2 separate regions of the Hordeum vulgare genome follow, and region 1 is linked to region 2. A link is a contact called in public Hi-C data. All regions are on one chromosome and are shown on one strand. The core of a region is the stretch at or near the end of the contact, and the rest is flanking DNA. Distances in the headings are between cores, read along the strand shown. Region 1 has its middle 47 kb from the start of LOC123449859. Region 2 holds the start of LOC123449859 (ABC transporter C family member 13).

What was found. A called contact is a pair of places that touch in the nucleus more often than the background predicts.
Region 1: a contact with region 2 is called in a Hi-C map of seedling, with 2.1 times the contacts expected there. The contact joins the enhancer-like site here to the promoter of LOC123449859 in region 2. A contact is called at or near these places in 2 of 6 Hi-C or Micro-C datasets (leaf and seedling).

What each region holds. Positions count from the first base shown.
Region 1 is chr4H:593,252,907-593,259,120 of MorexV3_pseudomolecules_assembly, reverse strand. No RefSeq gene overlaps it. Among protein-coding and RNA genes, the nearest start is that of LOC123449859, 47 kb to the right of the region's middle. Within about 2 kb of position 2,305, at least 3 of the 3 cell types and tissues checked have open chromatin away from gene starts, as enhancers often do. A contact at or near this core is called in leaf and seedling, where this site is marked.
Region 2 is chr4H:593,205,032-593,211,788 of MorexV3_pseudomolecules_assembly, reverse strand. LOC123449859 (ABC transporter C family member 13) reads left to right here and starts at 2,437. Exons shown (of 11, transcript XM_045127211.1): 1 at 2,437-4,084; 2 at 4,166-4,486; 3 at 4,566-4,652; 4 at 4,877-5,551; 5 at 5,651-5,815; 6 at 6,200-6,494; 7 at 6,646-6,757. The coding sequence starts at 2,516.

The DNA.
Region 1 (6,214 bases), core at 1,056-3,555, 47 kb before region 2:
AGATTGTGTTCCCCTTCAACTAATCAAAATTGTTTCACTACAACTATTTGAAGGGAACCAACTATGATTCCAATGGAACATATTAAACACTAGTTGATTCTAATACGATTTTTCAGATTATGGAACACTATTCCAATTAGATTGTGTTCCCCTTCAACTAATCAAAATTGTTTCATTACAACTATTTGAAGGGAACCAACTATGATTGAAACAAATAAACTTCAATGTCATTATCCTGGATCAAAGAAAGCCTCAAAACTTACCTCGCCCATTGGAAGATCAAGACATGGTGTGCGAAGCATAGTTGGATGACGGCAACACCGCGTTGATCGGCCGTGTACTCGAGATCAAGCCCCAAGAACTTCTCATGATCCATTGCGGCGTCAAGCCATCGTTCCTTCAACTGTTCAAGAAAAAACGGCATCTCCCTGCTCTCGTTCGTGTACACGACATCGAGCATGGTCGTGCCATGTGCGAGCACCTCTTCAAAGCGAGTTGGCATGGTGGAAGAAGAGAAGGGAAGAAGAGAGGAGAAGAACAAAGAGAGGGGAAGCGAGAGAGGAAGAAGAACAGAGAAATGGCGACTCTGCTTCGGTTCGTGCTTTTCATCACCCGAAACGGCGCGGGATGCAAACCGTTTGGGCCTTTAGTCCCGGGTTGAGCCACCAACCGGGACTAAAGAGGTATACCAACGGTTGCCACCACTACGGCAGGCCACGTGTTAGGCCTTTAGTCTCCGGTTGAGCCACCAACCGGGACTAAAGGGGGATACGAACGGTTGCCACCACCACTGCCCGCCGCGTAGCCCTTTAGTCCTGGTTTGGGACACGAACCGGGACTAAAGGCTCCTTACGGGCCGGGACTAAAGCCTCGAGGGAGGCATTGAGAATTGGGGCGACGTGGCCGGGCCTTCAGTCCCGGCCCAGAGGCAGGCCGGGACTAAAGGGTCCCGGCCAAAGGCCCGTTTTCCACTAGTGACATTTCTTTTGTTATACTAATTATTTTTTTATCTTGCATATTGTTATTTATCTTTTGCTCTGTTTTCCAAATTTTCGGAACATAAATCTTTTTCTCGGACATTTAGGGATAACATCTGTCATGTTGTTGAAGCTCCTGTTGAGATACCTCACAAAAAGAAGATGTTGCAGGGATGAGATGGGAAAATGTAGAAGGGAAGGCGATTTCTACCGAAGGAGCAAGAGGTGATTCGGCTAATAGGTTGTATATTTGGGGGATCTTCACGATAAGAGTAGTTTTAAATATGGCTATTTTTGGCACTGCTATCTCTTGCTTGACTGTCCTTGCCGTTTCCATGCTGGTGCATGCATCAATATTGTAGTGTGATGTTATCATGTATTGCGCATTGATTGGTTACGAACTATTACACCCATTATTAAATAGATGGGATATTAATAGCGCAGTTTAAATTTGGCTCGTGACAAACAAATGAGCTTCAGACTGTTTTATGAGAAAAGAGAGTATATAAAATTTGTTAGGTAAAAGTTTATCATCATTTTTATAAAAAACTAATTTTGTAATACATAACGTTGTAAATTTTGTATTAACATATAATGCAAAAAATGATGGACAAGATTATATGTTGGAACTTTATTAATTCCGGGATCCTTTTTGTGTATTTGATTGGTCTCTGGTTAGACTTTGGGAGGCGGACATTTGGTCTCTCGTACCTAGATAATTTATACATGAAATGTGCAGATTTGGTGGCACGCCACAAGAACGACTAGAAATACTTTTCATGTTCTAATTAACCCATTTCTTTTTAAAAAAAAATATTGTTGCACTTCACCCAATACCACATATTTGCATTGTTGCACTTTTTAGATGTTTAGAAATGTATCATGTTTATATTGACATGGTAACAGACTTAGAGTACATATAACTTTAAATTTTAGAAAGGAGCATGTTTGGTGTAGTTATTATAAAATGTGTCAATATTTGTATTTAAAATGGTTAATAGATTATTACATCATTATTAAAATATAATAAAAATATATATTATTCAAGACGTGTATTGCACGTGCAAGCTTACTAGTATTTAATAACTGATGAAGAGATGCTATCACACGTAGCTGTGAAAAACTGACGGGATTTTGTTGGGCGGCGTAAAAATGTCACGGTTTTGGCCCGTAGCTACGTAATGATGGGTACGTGGGCGTTGAAACCGCTAGAGAGCGATGCCGGCAACGACGAAACACAAAAAGGCCAATTTGCACCGCACCTCTTGGGACCGACGTGAAACCAAACCGCTTCCCCGGCAAGGAAACTGCACAGTGGATTGCGGATTTCCTCGTTGTGACTAGTACTAGCATGAAAACACGCCCGTTTTCGTCATATCTATTCAGACATTTCCCTTTGGTTGCACTACCTAAATAATTCTGGTTGCATGCTGCACGGGCAATGCGATACTCCTACTACTTACTTACTACAGTGGACCAAAACAGGGCAATTATTGCAAAACATTATGTAATGCATCATTAAGAACGACTGATATATTGCTCGTCCGGGCCAGGTTAATGCATGCTCCCAACCCAAATTGCTCTCTCGCCGTAAACATCATCACATCACTCGTCGACCATGTCGCCATCGTCCGTTGCTGATTCCTGTAAGCGGTCCACGTCGGAAGTCGGCGCCAGCTGCGTGCCGTGCCGTGCCGTGCGTGCGCCTCTTGACCCACCCGGCAACTCTGGTGGGCATGGCCCTTTTCCGGGGCAGGGTAGCAGCAGTCCTGCTCGGTTGGCCCGCGTAGCTACCTAGCTGGTGGTCTACTCTGGCTCACGCTTTGTCACCCGCACATCAGTCCATCATGCAGCCCCACACGTGCCCTCTTCTAGTTTTTTTATTTTATTTTTGAGGGGGACGTGCCCTCTACTAGCTTTGCGCGCCTTTTGCAGTCCAAAATAATAGCTTTGCAGGCTTTCTTTCAGCTTTACAAGCAACGGGTGCTTTGGATTGCGGGCGGCAACGGTATGAAGGGCAGTTCTTTTGATAGTTTTTTGGGCTTCTAGAATAAATTGTCTCTATATTTTTCTAGAAGCCTACTAATCAAGTTTTAATTAGTGGGTTTTTAAAATGATAAATTTGATTGAGCTTTTAGAATAAGCTGGATAGGAATAACTTATTTCAGCTTATTATAAAAACTATCAAAAGAACGGGTCCTAAAGCATCTCTACCACATCGTGTAAAAACCGACTTTAAATGCGTATAATGAACATTGTCAATCATTTTCACGATGTGAAATTGTTCCGGATAGAACAAATTCAGTAAATAAAATTGTATTTCATTTTATCTTCTTTTTTTCATTTTTTCCTCTCGTCCCAACGAGTTGTCTCCGGTCATAGCGTGCCTCGCCCTAGCGCCCCGGCGCCGTCCGCCTCGCCCCCGCCTCGTCCTGGCGCCACCTATTCCCGACCATGCATTCAGTGGAGGAGCCCTGCGTCGCTCGCTCCCGATTGAGGTCAGCACTCCCCGTCCCTGATTGAGCTCGTCACTCCCTGACGCTGCGCGTAAGTTTCCCGTCGTGGCCGCACGAGCTCCCCCACCCTGCCACACTCTTCTTCGGTGCCGCCTCGCCCTGATTCAGGCTTCCGCTCGCCTCCTCCATCCTGCCCGTGGACGACCTCGTCTCGGCAGTGGAGGTCAAGCTGGCCGCAATTCAAACCAGCGCGACAAATTCAGACGTGGGATGACTTCTTCTAACATGCGACGACGGATTTCGGTGTTTCGGGTAGATTTCGACCAGTTCCGCGGCAGCGCGTTTGCTTCGACGAGGTTTGATCAGTTTACGGATTGAACTATATAATGCCTCCAAAATTGCACATATAAGGTTTTCACGGATGGATTTACCGTGCCCCTTAAAAAATTTACGGATCGAACAAGTTTTACGGGGTCCGCTCCACGTCGTTTTTCCGACCGAAACTATAAACACCTCGGTTTTTTTACGGATTTAACCAGTTTACGGAGAATACTAGAGATGCTCTTATATTTGGCTAGACTACTATGGCCCGGTTTGGATCTATGGACAAACATGAGAGCTAGTTTAAGCTAGATTGCAACTAATCCATAAAACCTATTCTTTTGAGAGATGCTAATTGAAGCTAGTTATGGTGGGCCCCACAAAGATATACTTTTCTCCCAAGCCTCCATCTGCACCAGATCCTATTCACCCTTATTCACTCGTCCGCCCGAGTCCCTCCGCCCCTGCCTCCCATTCCCATTTCGCCGCCCTCGTCCGCCTCCATCCCGTAGGTCCTGTACGCCCTCGGCACCTCAGACGCGCCTTCCGCCGGCCGCCGCATCGGTCGCCCCCTCCCGTTCCCATCCCGTCGCCCTCTCCGATTTCCATCTTGTCGCCCTCATTGCACCTCATGTTCCCATCCCGCCATCCTCATCCGACCTCATCCCAGGTGTTGTTGGAGAACGTTCATGGGAAACAAAAAAATTCCTGCGCACATGCAATACCTATCCATGGTGATGATCATCTACGAGAGGGGAGAGTGAATCTACGTACCCTTGTAGATCGCTAAGCGGAATCATATATAACGCGGTTGATGTAGTGGAACATCTTCCCGATCTAAATCGTAGTCCGCCCTGCGATATCATCACGAACCGTCCCGCGATCCCATCACAATCCATCCCGATCTAGTGTCGAATGGCCGGCACCTCCGTGTTCAGCACACATACAGCTCGATGACGATCCCCGTCTTCTTGATCCAGCAAGAGGGGCGGAGAGGTAGATGATTTCTCCAACACGACGGCGTGGTTGTGGTGTTGGTGTTGGTGGAGCTGATCCGGCAGAGCTTCGCTAAGCTATAACGAACAGATCTAGAGGAGAACAGATCTAGAGGAAGAAGAGAGCAGCACGTGGTAATTAGGGTTAGGGGCTGCCCTCAAAATCCCTCAGTATGTATAGGAGGAAGGGGAGAGGAGGCAACCTTGGCCCCTGCTCCAAAAAGGTTCAGGCGAACCAAACAAGGGAGTTGGAATCCTATTAGGACTCCTTCCTAATTTGGCCCTTTTTCCCGATGGTCCCCCGGAACCCATCTGTCACTTCCGATACATTGTCGGGACCTTTCCGAAGACCAAAACGAGACTTTTTATATATCAATCTTTACCTCCGGACCATTCCGGAGCTCCTCGTGATGTTCGTGATCTCATCCGGAACTCCGATCAACCTTCGGTCACCATCATACATAACTCAATGCTACTGAAACGTCACTGAACCTTAAGTGTGCAGACCCTGCGGGTTCGAGAACTATGTAGATATGACCTGAGACACTCTCCGGTCCATATCCAATAACGGACCTGAATGCCCATATTGGATTTCTAAATAGTGAATAATATATGCACTCTTAATCTTTCCAAGTCATGATATTTTTTATTTCATGCACGTGTTTATTTCTTTCATCGTCAAAATGAGCGCGTTGTAATATGGGTAAACATGTTAATTTTTTTGTAATATTTTAAAATTTAAAATGTCATTTTGACACTATTTCAAATATAGGGCTCAGTAGAGCTCGTCAACCAAAGTGACTTTTTACACTCACATTGTTATCACGCACATACTCACAGAATGCCTACTAAATATACTACCTCTGTATCGAAATATAAGACTTTTTATAGGCTGGATATGGAGGGATTGCTAAATTGATGTTGGGGAGCTCTTAGATTGATGAAGACCCCACGGTTCTAATTAGTACTAGATGATACCCCGCACGTTACTACGGAAATCTTTGTAAAATAGATGAATAAATATGTGGTAAATAACTATATGCGTTGCAAAAACAAATATAAGGTTGATCTTAGTTTATATTTTAGAAATAATAAAGCATATGAAACATGTGATATAATATTGTACAAGTATGAAGTCAACGGGCTGTCTACATAATAAAAATGTGTAACATAACCTACACATATTTGCAGTGTCACTGTCACATCTATGCCCACACAAAAATTAGTGAAACAAATTGACATGCATAATTGCTGAGGTGGCATGATTGTATGAATAGATTAGTTTATAAATTATACCTAATGATCACAATGTGGCATAGTTGTATGAAGAGAAAAATAGGTAGTGGGTTACAACTATTTAAGAATAGAGGATTAACGTCTGTTTAGTTTGTAAGTCTTAATTAATGAACATTTGTCAAGCTGATCGACCATTTTGATGGTGTCCATCAGCTCAGCTTGGAGGTTC
Region 2 (6,757 bases), core at 1,188-3,687:
AGATGATCTATCATCCACAAAAAGAAACAAGAACAAAGAGAGAGAGGGTAGCCTTACCGAAAGTCCACGTGACGGTGCAAATGAACCCAAGAGGGCTCTATTTAATTTGACAGAAATACCTCACCAACGTGACATAAAACATTAACCTCTCGTCAAAAGTAGTGAAAAAAGGAGGACATGCTAAAGGTATGGTGACTGAATTCAAATTTTGGGCAAGTCACTTCTTTTAACCGACCAGCTAAGTACTCACTCCGTAAGAAATATAAAAGCGTTTTGAAGTAATTTTGAAGAGTTTGAATATCAAGGTTTTTAAAACCAGAAGTAATTTATTTTTGTATGAACACACTGGCCGTTGTGGCATTAGAATATTTTTTCTCTTTTTCCAAGGATGCGAATACGAGTACACTCTTTCTGATGATGCGTGCGTTCACGTGCAGCGGCGAAAGGAACAATTGTCCGCCAGACTAGATCGAGTAATAAATACTCCTAGTATCCCCGAAAACAAAAAGAAAGGGAAAAAATATTGCCTATAGGTGTGGGTGCTTTGTAACTCGCCCACTCACCGTTCATGCGTGTTTAAACGAATCTTGACAGTTTTTGATAAATTTTATGTTATGTAGGAAGGAATGGTGTGTGAACGTCTATCAGTTTACTCACACATCTGTTTCACGCACGCAAATCCCGCGGCTGCCAACACTACGTGTGGTGGAACTGACGTCGCGCCCACACACCCTCACGTCTGTTAGTTGCCATGTTTTTTCAATGTTACATGACAACCGAATGGAACTGCCGTCGCACGCCCATACACCTGTCAGTTGCCATGTCTTTTCCATTACATGGCAACAGAATGAAACTGCCGTCGTGCGCCCACACGCCTGTCAGTTGTCATGTCTTTTTCAGCGTTACATGACAACTCGGTGCAACTGCCGTCGCGCGTCAACACGTCTGTCAGTTGTCATGTCTTTCTAGTGTTACATGACAATGCAGTTGTTCAAATATAACGACTGCAGTTGAGCAACCATGGTAATTATAATTGTTCAGACATGACAACTACAATTAATCAAACAATTGACACGGTTCAGCAACCATGACAACTGTCATGCCCAAGGCACACGGGACCGCGAGGTGACAGGTCGAACGCACGGGCTGCGAGGCAGGAGTCCGGACGTGTGGACGTTAACTGTTTGTCCAGGCGTAGACGTACAGTCTATTTCTCTTGCACACCATACGAGACGTGTATCAAGACTCCTATAACATCTACTCCCTCTATAAACTAATATAAAAGCGTTTATAGATAACTAAAATAGTGATCTAAACCTCTTTATATTAGGTTACAGAGCGAGTACACGTATGGGCAATATGAAGGAAGACCCAAAGAAAATGTTTTCTTGGCAAGAGGAAAAAGAAAAACCCACCCGCAACTCTCCTTCTTCCTCTGTACGCCGTGTCTATAAATGCCGCCTCGTCCCGTCTGCAACCCCGAAACCGTCCCCTCCGCAGTGGAAAATCGCACCAACACCAACACGCCCCCTACCCTCTCCCCTCTCCCACCGCCGCCCCCCCAAATCCCACCTACTCCTCACCGTCACCGCATCCCTCCGGCCCCCCACGCGGCACGGGCGCGCGGACACGCAGCGCCGACGAGGTGGATCGGGGAAGAAGGACCGCGCACACGTAGCAGGAGACGGGCGGGCACGGGACGGACGGGACCGAGTTCGTTCCTTCCTTCTTTCATCCGTGCGCTGCCGCTGCTGCTGCGGCTACTGCTGCATTTAGACGGGGGAAAATCCACCGAATCTCCCCCGTCACCCGCCTCGTCCGGCGAGCCGGAAGAGGCCAAAAAACCCTCCTTTGTTCCCATCTGCGCCCGCCGCCCGCCGCCTGAGCTCTCCCGCGAGCGGCCGCGCCCGCCCCCACCACCCCCTGCCACCGCAACCGCACCGTGGCCGGGTGGGAGGCCCCCGATGCCTTTTAAACCCCTCGCCGCCCCCCTCCCCCTCCTCCTGACGCCCCCGATCCCCCCCACCCCCACCCAATGCCGCGCCTCCGCCACCACACCCTCCCCCTCACGGAGGCCGCCGCCGCCGCCGCGCACGCCGCGCTGCTCGCCCTCGCGCTCCTCCTCCTGCTCCTCCGCGGCGCCCGCGCCCTCGCCTCGCGCTGCGCCTCCTGCCTCAAGCCGCCCCGCCCCCCCGCCGTCGATGGGGCCCTCGCCGACGCGCCCCTCGCCGCCTCCTCGGGCGTGTGGTTCAGGGCCGCCCTCGCCTGCTGCGGCTACGCCCTGCTGGCGCAGCTCGCCGCGCTGAGCTACGAGGCCGCGGTCGCGGCGCCGCCCGTCGAGGCCGAGGCGCTGCTGCTGCCGGCCGTGCAGGCGCTGGCTTGGGCGGCCCTGCTGGCGCTCGCGCTGCGGGCGCGCGCCGGCGGCCGCGGCAGGTTCCCGGCGCTCGTGCGGGTCTGGTGGGTGCTCGCCTTCGCGCTCTCCGTCGCCATCGCCTTCGAAGACTCCAGGCGCCTCATGGGCGGCGCCGACCATGATGTGGACTACGCGCACATGGTCGCCAACTTCGCGTCGCTGCCGGCCCTCGGCTTCCTCTGCTTGGTTGGTGTCATGGGTTCCAGCGGTGTCGAGTTGGAGTTTAGTGATGATGACACCGGTGTCCATGAGCCCCTGTTGCTCGGCGGCCAGCGCAGAGATGCCGAGGAGGAGCCCGGCTGCCTCCGGGTGACTCCCTACGGGGATGCCGGGATTCTCAGCCTCGCAACGCTCTCATGGCTCAGCCCGTTGCTCTCGGTTGGGGCCAAGAGGCCGCTGGAGCTGGCTGACATACCCTTGCTGGCTCACAAGGATCGTGCCAAGTTCTGCTACAAGGCCATGAGCAGTCACTATGAGCGCCAGCGGATCGAGTGCCCTGACAAGGAGCCATCGCTGGCATGGGCAATACTCAAGTCCTTCTGGCGGGAGGCGGCCATCAACGGCTGCTTCGCCGCGGTGAACACCGTCGTGTCCTATGTCGGCCCCTACCTGATCAGCTACTTTGTGGACTACCTCAGTGGCAAAATTGCATTCCCCCATGAAGGTTACATCCTTGCCTCCGTATTTTTCGTATCAAAGCTGATTGAGACGCTCACTGCTCGCCAGTGGTACCTGGGCGTGGACGTCATGGGGATCCATGTCAAGTCCGGCCTGACGGCCATGGTGTACAGGAAGGGCCTCAGGCTGTCGAATGCCTCAAAGCAGAGCCATACGAGCGGTGAGATTGTGAATTACATGGCCGTTGATGTGCAGCGGGTGGGGGACTATGCATGGTACTTTCATGACATATGGATGCTTCCACTGCAGATCATCCTTGCGCTCGCCATCCTTTACAAGAATGTCGGGATCGCCACCGTTTCGACATTGATAGCCACTGCGCTGTCGATTGCTGCCTCGGTTCCTGTGGCGAAGCTGCAGGAGCACTACCAAGATAAGCTAATGGCAGCAAAGGATGAGCGTATGCGCAAGACTGCAGAGTGCTTGAAGAGTATGAGAATTCTCAAGTTGCAGGCGTGGGAGGACCGGTACAGGATAATGCTTGAAGAGATGAGGAACGTTGAATGCAGGTGGCTCAAGTGGGCTTTGTATTCACAGGCCGCAGTTACGTTTGTTTTCTGGAGCTCGCCAATCTTTGTCTCGGTCATAACTTTCGGCACCTGTATATTGCTTGGTGGCGAGCTCACTGCCGGAGGTGTTCTCTCTGCTTTAGCAACTTTTAGGATCCTTCAAGAGCCTCTGAGGAATTTCCCTGATCTCATCTCCATGATAGCTCAGACGAGGGTGTCTTTGGACAGGTTGTCTCACTTCTTGCGGCAAGAAGAGCTGCCGGATGATGCAACAATAAGTGTTCCACAGGGCAGTACAGACAAGGCAATCGATATCAGGGATGGCAATTTCTCTTGGAACCCATCTTGCTCAACCCCTACACTCTATGGTATACAACTTAGTGTGGTAAGAGGCATGAGAGTAGCAGTCTGTGGTGTGATTGGTTCTGGCAAATCAAGTCTATTGTCCTCTATACTTGGGGAGATACCCAGGCTGTCTGGCCAAGTAAGTACATGCATAAAAGAAAAGAGTTGATGCTAACTTGAATGACGGCTTAATTACATTTTCCTTCTGCTCCTTATCCAGGTTAGGGTCAGTGGTACAGCAGCATATGTTTCTCAGACTGCCTGGATTCAGTCTGGAAATATTGAGGAGAACGTTCTTTTCGGCACTCCAATGGACAGACCGCGTTATAAGAGAGTACTCGAGGCTTGCTCCCTGAAGAAAGATCTTCAGTTGCTCCAGTATGGAGATCAGACCATCATTGGCGACAGAGGCATTAATTTGAGTGGAGGTCAGAAACAGAGAGTGCAGCTTGCGAGAGCACTGTACCAAGATGCTGATATTTATTTGCTTGATGACCCCTTCAGTGCTGTTGATGCTCATACTGGAAGTGATCTATTTAAGGTCGGTGCCGATGTTGCCTTTTATCCTATTTTTTTAAAGGTGCTTCTGTTTCATAACATGTCTGGGTTTTGCGCTGCAGGACTATATATTGGGGGCACTAGCTAGCAAAACAGTAATTTATGTAACCCATCAAGTCGAGTTCCTACCAGCTGCTGACTTGATATTGGTAATAACATTTTTCTCACAATCTAAGCACTACATTTTAGTGGCTAATGTACATGGATATGCTGTTTCAAATTTCTATCAGCCTATTAAGTTGTTCAATTCGACGTGTTTGTTTCTTGATGACAATAACAAATCAGATTCTTCATGAAACTTCTACTCATTAGACTGTTCATAGATTAATGGGCCCTTGATCACTCATTTGTGCTTTTTTTAATCATGACACAGGTTCTTAAGGATGGTCGTATCACCCAAGCTGGAAAATATGATGATCTTCTCCAAGCTGGAACCGATTTCAATGCTCTGGTTTCTGCTCATAATGAAGCTATCGAGACCATGGATTTTGGCGAAGATTCTGATGGAGATATTGCTCCTTCTGTTCCTAACAAAAGATTGATACCAAGTGTTAGCAATATCGATAACCTGAAAAATAAAGTATCTGAAAATGGGAAGTCATCTAATACACGTGGAATTAAGGACAAAAAAAAGAGTGAAGAACGTAAGAAGAAGCGTACTGTTCAGGAAGAGGAGAGGGAGCGAGGAAGAGTTAGCTTAAATGTTTATTTGACATACATGGGGGAAGCCTACAAAGGTTCACTGATACCGCTCATTGTCTTGGCGCAAACCCTGTTCCAAGTTCTTCAGATTGCCAGTAACTGGTGGATGGCATGGGCAAACCCACAAACAGAAGGAGATACACCTAAGACAAGTAGCGTGGTCCTTCTTGTTGTTTATATGTGCCTTGCTTTTGGGAGTTCATTGTTTGTGTTTGTGAGAAGCCTTCTTGTAGCTACATTTGGTTTAGCAGCTGCTCAGAAATTATTTATAAAAATGCTAAGGTGTGTGTTTCGGGCGCCAATGTCATTCTTCGATACTACACCATCTGGACGGATTCTGAATCGAGTAAGTTTAGATCATGCTCTTGCTCCTAATTTCTATTTGACACCCGTGTGCTGCTTTTCTAATTTGCTCCTAAACTTCTTCAATCATACTTCATATCAGGTTTCTGTAGATCAAAGTGTTGTGGACCTTGATATAGCATTCAGGCTAGGGGGATTTGCATCAACAACAATCCAACTCCTTGGAATCGTTGCTGTCATGAGCAAAGTCACATGGCAAGTTCTGTTTCTTATAGTTCCTATGGCTATGGCATGCATGTGGATGCAGGTAAATTGCTAAACTTTCAGGTTTCTTTTGGTGCTGAAATTAACCTGCGATCCTTAATTTCTTCAATGGAGATCGTGATGCAAATAAAGTACTCCCTCCGTCTGAAAATAAGTGTCGCACATTTAGTACTAAATTAGTACAAATTTTGCACTAGATCAACGACACTTATTTTGGGACGGAGGGAGTAGATAGCAAGGGTAGCTACACCTAAATGAATTGATAAAAGAACTATGTACACACAAATTTGGCTGCCTCTGTCAGTTAACTAGCCAGTTAACCAGAAAACAGATGCATATGCTCAACATGAAAATATTGAAACCTGTGAAGTAAGCTCATTCTCAAAGCACGAGGCCTGTATTGAAACTTGCTACCATGAACTTGCAGAGATATTACATTGCTTCATCAAGGGAGCTGACTAGGATTTTGAGTGTTCAGAAGTCTCCTGTGATCCATTTGTTTAGCGAGTCAATTGCTGGTGCTGCTACCATCAGAGGATTTGGCCAGGAGAAAAGATTCATGAAAAGAAATCTTTACCTCCTTGATTGTTTTGCTCGGCCTTTGTTTTCCAGCCTTGCGGCTATTGAATGGCTCTGCCTGCGAATGGAATTGCTCTCGACTTTTGTGTTTGCTTTCTGCATGGCAATACTTGTGAGCTTTCCTCCTGGAACGATTGAACCAAGTATGTCTTATCTGCTGCCTCACATGCCCTTCTTTTTTGCATTTTATGATCTTGCTTTACCCAACAGTTCATTTGTTTGGCGCACTACAAAGCTTGCATATTTTTTCAATAAAATATGCTTCTCAATCTGAACAAGCTTTCCAATTGATAGGCATGGCTGGGCTTGCTGTCACATATGGACTCAACTTAAATGCTCGGATGTCAAGGTGGATATTGAGCTTCTGTAAATTAGAGAACAGAATCATCTCTGTTGAGCGTATTTA